2 separate regions of the Mus musculus genome follow, and region 2 is linked to region 1. A link is a contact called in public HiChIP or PLAC-seq data. All regions are on one chromosome and are shown on one strand. The core of a region is the stretch at or near the end of the contact, and the rest is flanking DNA. Distances in the headings are between cores, read along the strand shown. Region 1 overlaps Cd38 (CD38 antigen). Region 2 overlaps Tapt1 (transmembrane anterior posterior transformation 1).

Region 1 (3,264 bases), core at 428-2,927:
AGACCAGGCACACCTTACAGGATTAAAGGTGTACACCACCATTCTTGGCTACTTTTTTCCTATCTTGACTTATATCTTCCCTTCCTCCTCCATGGCTCAAAGTCGGATCTTTGTGTCATGAATACTGATCTACCTGCTTTTGTCCCTACTTCCTTCAGAGTACAGCCTGCAAAGAAGGGCATTCTGATATCTCCTATTTCCTGTGCACAAAGTGTTCTGTTGCCTCTAATGCCACAATAGATAAAAGTCCATGGTGAAGGTCAAATTTGCCTTTCTTTCTTTGTTTCCATCATCTCCTTCTCACTTGCTTTGCTCCAGCCAAATGGTTTCTTGTTAACACATCAGATGCTAGGGCCTTCTATCCAGAACATTACTCCATTGGAAGTTACTACTCTAAGGCTCTGTCTCCCTTCAATTCTTTGTTCAATGTCATCTAATGTCCCCACCTTATATACTGTTAAATACCATTTGCTGTCCACCCCTAAAGCTCTTATCCTAGCCATTTCTCCCTATTTTCACACAAAATTGTAATATTCTAGTATGTTCCACAACTTTCATAGGTTTTTTTTCTTGTTCTCAGTTTTACCCTCTGCACCTAACACATGGTAGAATTTAACTAAACGTTTTTCTTTTTCTTTTTAAAAAATTTTTATTAGTTATTTTATTTATTTACATTTCAAATGTTATCCCTCTTCCTTTTTTCCTCTCTAAACCACCTCTCCCTCCTGCTTCTATGAGGGTACTCCCAACCCACCAACCCACTCCTGCCTCACTGCCCTAGCATTCCCCTTTGCTGGAGCATCAAGGTTTCATAGGACCAAAGGCCTCTCCTCCTATTGATGCCAGATAAGACCATCCTCTGCTACATATGCAGGTAGAGCTCTGGGTCCCCCCAGGTGTACTCTTTGGTTGGTGGTTTAGTCCCTGGAAGCTCTGGGGGATCTGGTTAGCTGGTATTGTTGCTCTTCCTATGGTGTTGCAAACCCTTCAGCTCCTTCCGTCCTTCCCCTAACTCCTTCACTGGGGAACCTGTGCTCAGTTGGCTGCAAGCATTGGGAAGGCTCTGGCAGAGCCTCTCAGGAGACAGCTATATCAGGTTCCTGTCAGCAAGCATCAGCAATAGTGTCTGGGTTTGGGGGCTGCATATGGGATGGATCCCCAGGTGGGGCAGTCTCTTGGTGGCCTTTCCTTCTATCTCTGCTCCACTCTTTGTCCCTGTATTTCCTTTAGACAAGGGCAATTCTGGGTTAAAATTTTTGAGAAGGGTAGGTGGCCCCATCTGTCAACCAGGGGCCATTCCTCACCTCTTGATATGGTCTCTACAGGTTCTCTCTCCCCTTTGTTGGGTATTTCAGCTAATATCTTCCCTGTCAGGTCCTGGGAGCCTCTTGCTTTCATGGTGTCTGGGACTTTCTGTTGGTTACGCCTAGTTTCCTATCTCCCATTGCTACACACCTTTGTTCAATTTCCAGACCCTCTGTACATCTCCCCCCTCTTCTCCCACACCTGATCCTGCCCCCCTTTCCCCTCTCTTACTGTTTTTCAAATTTGTGATTTAGCTCTTTCTAGGGACACCTTCAACCTCAAGAATTTTCTTATATAAAGACCCTGCTTAGAAAATCCTCATCGCTTCTTTGCATCTCACTGATCACCCATTTCTCCCACAAGGTGGCAGTCTCTACTTTAAATATAGGCTGTAGTGGCCTCAAATTCAAGACTCAAGCTAGTCCCTGCAGAGACAGCTTGACCTGGTAGACCAGCTAGCTGGAAAGTTCATAGACTGTGAATCCTTATCTTAAGAGCCAGATGTGTTGAAGGAATGGTAAAATTTAGGGTTTGGGAGCCTTCCACAGGAGTGGCACATTATAAAGGTAGAAATGTGGTTCTTATGGGAGTGGTGGCAGTGACATTCTAAAACCCAGTGAAAGCTGTCAATATAAAAACTGGGTTTACAGACCCAGAAAGACATATATAGTATGTACTGGCTTGTACATAGTTGTAAAATAAAGAATAATCATGCTACAATCCACAAAACTAGAGAGGCTAAGTAATAAGGAGGGCTCAAGGGGTGACTCATGAATCTCCCTGGGAAGGAGAAATAGAATAGATATCAAAGGTGAGCTGGAGATGGGTAAGTATGGGAACAGGATTAGGTCAGGGTGAAGATGAAGGGAGAGGGAACCTGGAGAGACAACTGAAATTGGGGTGCATTTGGGGGGGGGTGAGATAGAAACATAGTACAATGGAAACTCCCACAAATCTACAAGAGTGACCCTAGACTTCTAATAAGGGAAGATATGGAACCTGAATCAATCATCTCCTGTAACCAGGCAAGACTTCCAGTGGAGAGATTGGACCACCAACCCAGCATTTGACCTACAATTCTTGCCTACAAGATGTGTTGGGTAGAGGTGGCACAGAAATTGTAGAAGTGGCCAACCAATGATTGGTCTAGCTTCAGACCTATGCCATGAGAGGGAGCCCAGCCCTGACACTGCCTAGAGGGCCAAAACCCGAAGGCTGGATGACCAAGAGACAGACATAACCAGGAAAAAAGCAAAAAATGATATTCTATGATATTCTGCTATACTTGTATGAAGGAGAGAGGCTCCATCCAGTAAGTAGCTATGGAAACAGATGCAGAGGCTCACAACCTAACATTAGGCAGAGCTCAGGGAATCCTGTAGAAGAGGGGGAGGAAGATTGTAAGAGTCCGAGGGGACAAGGACACCACAAAACTAACAGAATCAACTAACCTGGGCCAGTAGGAGCTCACAGAGACTGAACCAGTGATCAGGGAGCCTGCATGGGTCTAACCTAGGCCCTTGGCATATAGTTATGGTTATATAGCCTGATCTTCTTGTGGGACTCCTAGCAGTGGGAGCAGGACTTGTCTATGACTTTTTTTTTTTTTTGCAAGCTTTGGGGACCCTTTTCCTCCCACTGGGTCACCTCATCCAGCCTTAATTTGAGGAGAGGTCCTTAGTCTTATTGTAACTTGATATGCCATGTTTGGTTGATGTCTCTGGGAGGCCTGCTCTCTTCTGAAGGGAAATGGAGGAGAAGTGGAAGGGGGTGGTGGAAAGGCCTGGAAGAAGAGGAGAGAGGGGATATAATATATGAGAGAAAATTTAATAATAATAACAACTGGATTTAACAATCATATATATGTTTCCCCTCATTACAAGACCTTACCTTTTCCTTCCCTGATGATATTATTCTAGCATCTAGGCATGACCGTTCAGTACTAATCTTGAACATCTC
Region 2 (3,264 bases), core at 441-2,940, 290 kb after region 1:
AAACTATACCCTTCTTCCTCCCCTGTTTCCGGGGTTTCCAAACTTACCAAACCAATCCCCAATTCCAGTCATCCCTACCCCAGGACCTTCTCTCCCCACCCCTAAAATGTTGCTTCTGTCACAGTAAGTGACAACTCTATTGCCTTCCCTGCTTGAGCCCAGGTTCTGCAGCCGTATCTGAAGTTGCTCCTTTATACTTCGTGCACAGGCAGTGTGCATCCACCTGACACGTCCTGTCCTCCTACTTCGAGCACTGCCATTCCAGCCTTGGTCACCTTTCCCTGGCGGTGCCCACTGCTTCCTGACTCACTGATCCTCTTGTCACACTCCAGACTGTCCTTCACACGGGAGCTGAGTGGCTCTTACAAAAAGCCTTCTTGTGAGACTCTGGAGCTACCTCCCCTGCCAGGGGCCTTCACACAGCCCACTGTCTAGGCTTACACTCTGTACTCAACTCTGCTTGCTTTCTGCTGTGCTCAAAAGCCACCATCTGTCACTCTTCATCTCCTGACACCTCCACATTTTTCTTCACACTGCTCACTACCAAAAGTCTCTAGAGAATATATCTCCTGTCTATTTGCATGCTACAACTTCAGAGATACCAAGGGACAAAACTTGTCTGTCTTCTTTCTGGTCAATCCCTACAGCAGTCTGGAACCTGGCAGCCAAGGCTGCTGAATAGATGGGGAAGGGCAGTGGTGGGCTCGTCTTTCCCCCTACAGCTGACAGGCACACATCCTCTCCGGAGAACTATGCAGAAAGGTTTTCTTTCATGTATGCCATATGAAAGCATTACTTTCCTGACTTATGTTCAAACTATGAGAACAAAGTTAAACAAAGACCAGAGCAAGTAGAAAAAAGGAAACTATGCTAAGAACATCAACAGGCAGGGTGTGGGAGCCTGCACTACGGAAGGAGCATCATGGTTTATTTTGTTGTTAAGAAATATTTTAATATCTATTGTTATGCAGTCTAAGTACAAAGAAATTTCCCTAAATATTGACCCTCAAAAACAACACATAGTTTAAAATTTTAACATTGTCTTCAGTGTGCAGTTGGAACATCTTTGGCATATTAGTAAAAGAAAAGGAGAAAGAACAAAAGGCCAGTGTGACTCCAGTCAAAGGAAGAAACAGCTCAGGGAAAATACTCAAAAAGACTGGAAGAGTCCAGAACATAAAAATAAAAGTCAATTTTCTGAGATGGAAGTTTTAACTCCTACCTGGAAAAGAAAGCATACAGTAAAATTTCTAATATTGTATAATTTAATATAAAAAACTTAATGTCAAATTTAAGAGAGCTGTGTATGGTGGCATGCTGCCAGTAATCCCAGCACTCAGGAGGCAGAGGAAGGAGAATCAGGAGTTCAAAACCAGCCTTTGGTATACAGTGAGCTCAAAGCCAGTCTGAGCTATTCGAGATCCTGTCTCAAAAACAACAAAAGGTGTGCACTGGAGACGTAGTTCAGTTAGCAGAATATGTGCTTAGCATGCAGAGAGTCCCAAGACAATGCTCAACACAGCACACACCAGGTATGGTAGTGCAAACACCTGCAATCTCAGCACTCAATCAGTCACCTGAACAAACACAGCTCTGGAGGAGGGCTGAGACAGGCACTGTGAAACACTCATGACTTGCAATACACAAGGGATATCAAGTGCAGCCCACAGGAGTGACTGTGTCTCAGCTGCTTGTACAGAGGAGTCTTGGGTGCCTGCCACGTGCCCAGCAGTGTGGGTTCCAGGAAGATACACATAACACTCAAATGTGAAACTGGAACCACAGATGGCTTTGGAAACCAGGTTCTACAGGAAGTTAGCGCGCCACAGCCTTTTCCTCTGGTGGTGCTCAGGGCTGTCCTCTCCCACAGACCAGCACTCCTCAAACCCATGCCCATGTATCCCAGCATGTATAAACCAGATCAGTCATGGGTTCCCAATTCCCCTTTGGGCAAAGACATCAAAACTCAGGTAGGCTCCTTACTTTATTTCACTTTTTGAAAAATCAAAAAGTGGCAAAGTAACATTTGACATCATTTTCTTGTTATCATTTATGATTATCATAAATTACTTAAACTGCTTACTTACTGCTTGTATTTCACAACCAGACAGGTATGTAAGCTAGTTGGGACCAAATTTTCAAAAGTTTCAGTTGGCTATAGCCACAAAAACTACATTTTTGTATCAGTTAGGTTAATGTGAACCAAGCCCGGTGTACTGACTATTAGCATGGCAAGTACAAAGGAAAACCAAAGGTGTTGTTAAATATGGAAACTTGACTCTAATGAAAGACTTTTCCTAAAAAGAATCAAGTATGGATGAACTATAAATCTTGAGCAAAAAGACCTTACTATAAACTTTTGATTAAAGATTCAAACTCAAGTACACAGAATAGGAAAACTACCATTGGATGCAATTAGCTTCTATTACATCTTGCAGTCAATACATACTTTACAGTAAAGTCAAAACATAATCAAGAATAGTTGATCTTACCCAAAATAGAAGAGTATGACACAGGCGTAGGACAGGATTCCTTGCACTTTAATTGAGCTTGTTACAACTCTGATGAGCTAGCCAGGAACAAAGCACAACACACAACACACAACACACAAACACAGAGACACAACAGAGCCATAGAGTTATTAGCTGATATTTAAAACTGTCTCTCTCTTAGTTTAACATTTTAGAGCATACCTGCATCTAGGTCCAAGAGGCTGGCTCTAGACTTCCTAACACAAAACACTTCTTCAGTCATCTGTGGTGGACTGGGTTTGCTCAGGCAAGGCCTGCTGTTGCCTGCCCACTCCGGGAAGCCCCAGCAGCCTATCTCATTGACGGCACTTCTACTTACATCTCACAGAGGCACACAGCAGCTGCCATTTGTAAAGTAGAAACTCATTCTGTAAGCTCTGAAGGCGCTCATCCAGGTCTTGCTAGAGATAAAACCAGTTTGAGCAGGTTTTCTCGTTCCTGGTTTTTCCTGTCCACTGTTCGAATTCTTTAAGAGGCCCCAATAACTTGTAGGGAGCATAGAGCAAAGGGAACCTTGAAAGACTTACACTCTTTAAGAAACTAAGCACACAGTTAATTACTTGAAAGCCATGAACTTCTGTCTTTTTGGTTACCTATGGCTGGCACTCCATTTCTTATGTAACAGAAATATAGGCCGAGTAGTGTTATCCCTGGAAGCCTGTTGAATGAGTCTGGTGGGAGCAGCTGAGAGAACAATTTACACATGACAGCTACATGAGTGGCTACACGGAAA

Evidence for each region. HiChIP or PLAC-seq counts read pairs in DNA pulled down with a chosen protein or histone mark.
Region 2: a CTCF HiChIP or PLAC-seq map of large pre-B cells shows a contact between it and region 1, with 5 times the contacts expected there. The contact joins two enhancer-like sites. A contact is called at or near these places in 3 of 39 promoter capture datasets (liver, pre-B cells and trophoblast stem cells), 2 of 15 datasets of contacts at CTCF or cohesin (large pre-B cells and stem cell-derived epiblast-like cells), 5 of 484 Hi-C or Micro-C datasets (B cells, cortical neurons, liver and 1 more), 2 of 115 datasets of contacts at active chromatin or transcription factors (bone marrow-derived dendritic cells and large pre-B cells) and 2 of 9 other capture datasets (embryonic stem cells and liver).

Annotation. Positions count from the first base shown.
Region 1 is chr5:43,890,899-43,894,162 of GRCm38.p6, forward strand. All of the region lies in intron 1 of Cd38 (CD38 antigen), which reads left to right. Among named protein-coding and RNA genes, the nearest start is that of Gm16015, 17 kb to the right of the region's middle. Within about 2 kb of position 1,678, at least 5 of the 459 cell types and tissues checked have an H3K27ac peak or open chromatin away from gene starts, as enhancers often do.
Region 2 is chr5:44,180,206-44,183,469 of GRCm38.p6, forward strand. Tapt1 (transmembrane anterior posterior transformation 1) reads right to left here. Exons shown (of 14, transcript NM_173764.3): 12 at 2,493-2,569. Among named protein-coding and RNA genes, the nearest start is that of Gm42427, 41 kb to the left of the region's middle. Within about 2 kb of position 1,691, at least 79 of the 459 cell types and tissues checked have an H3K27ac peak or open chromatin away from gene starts, as enhancers often do.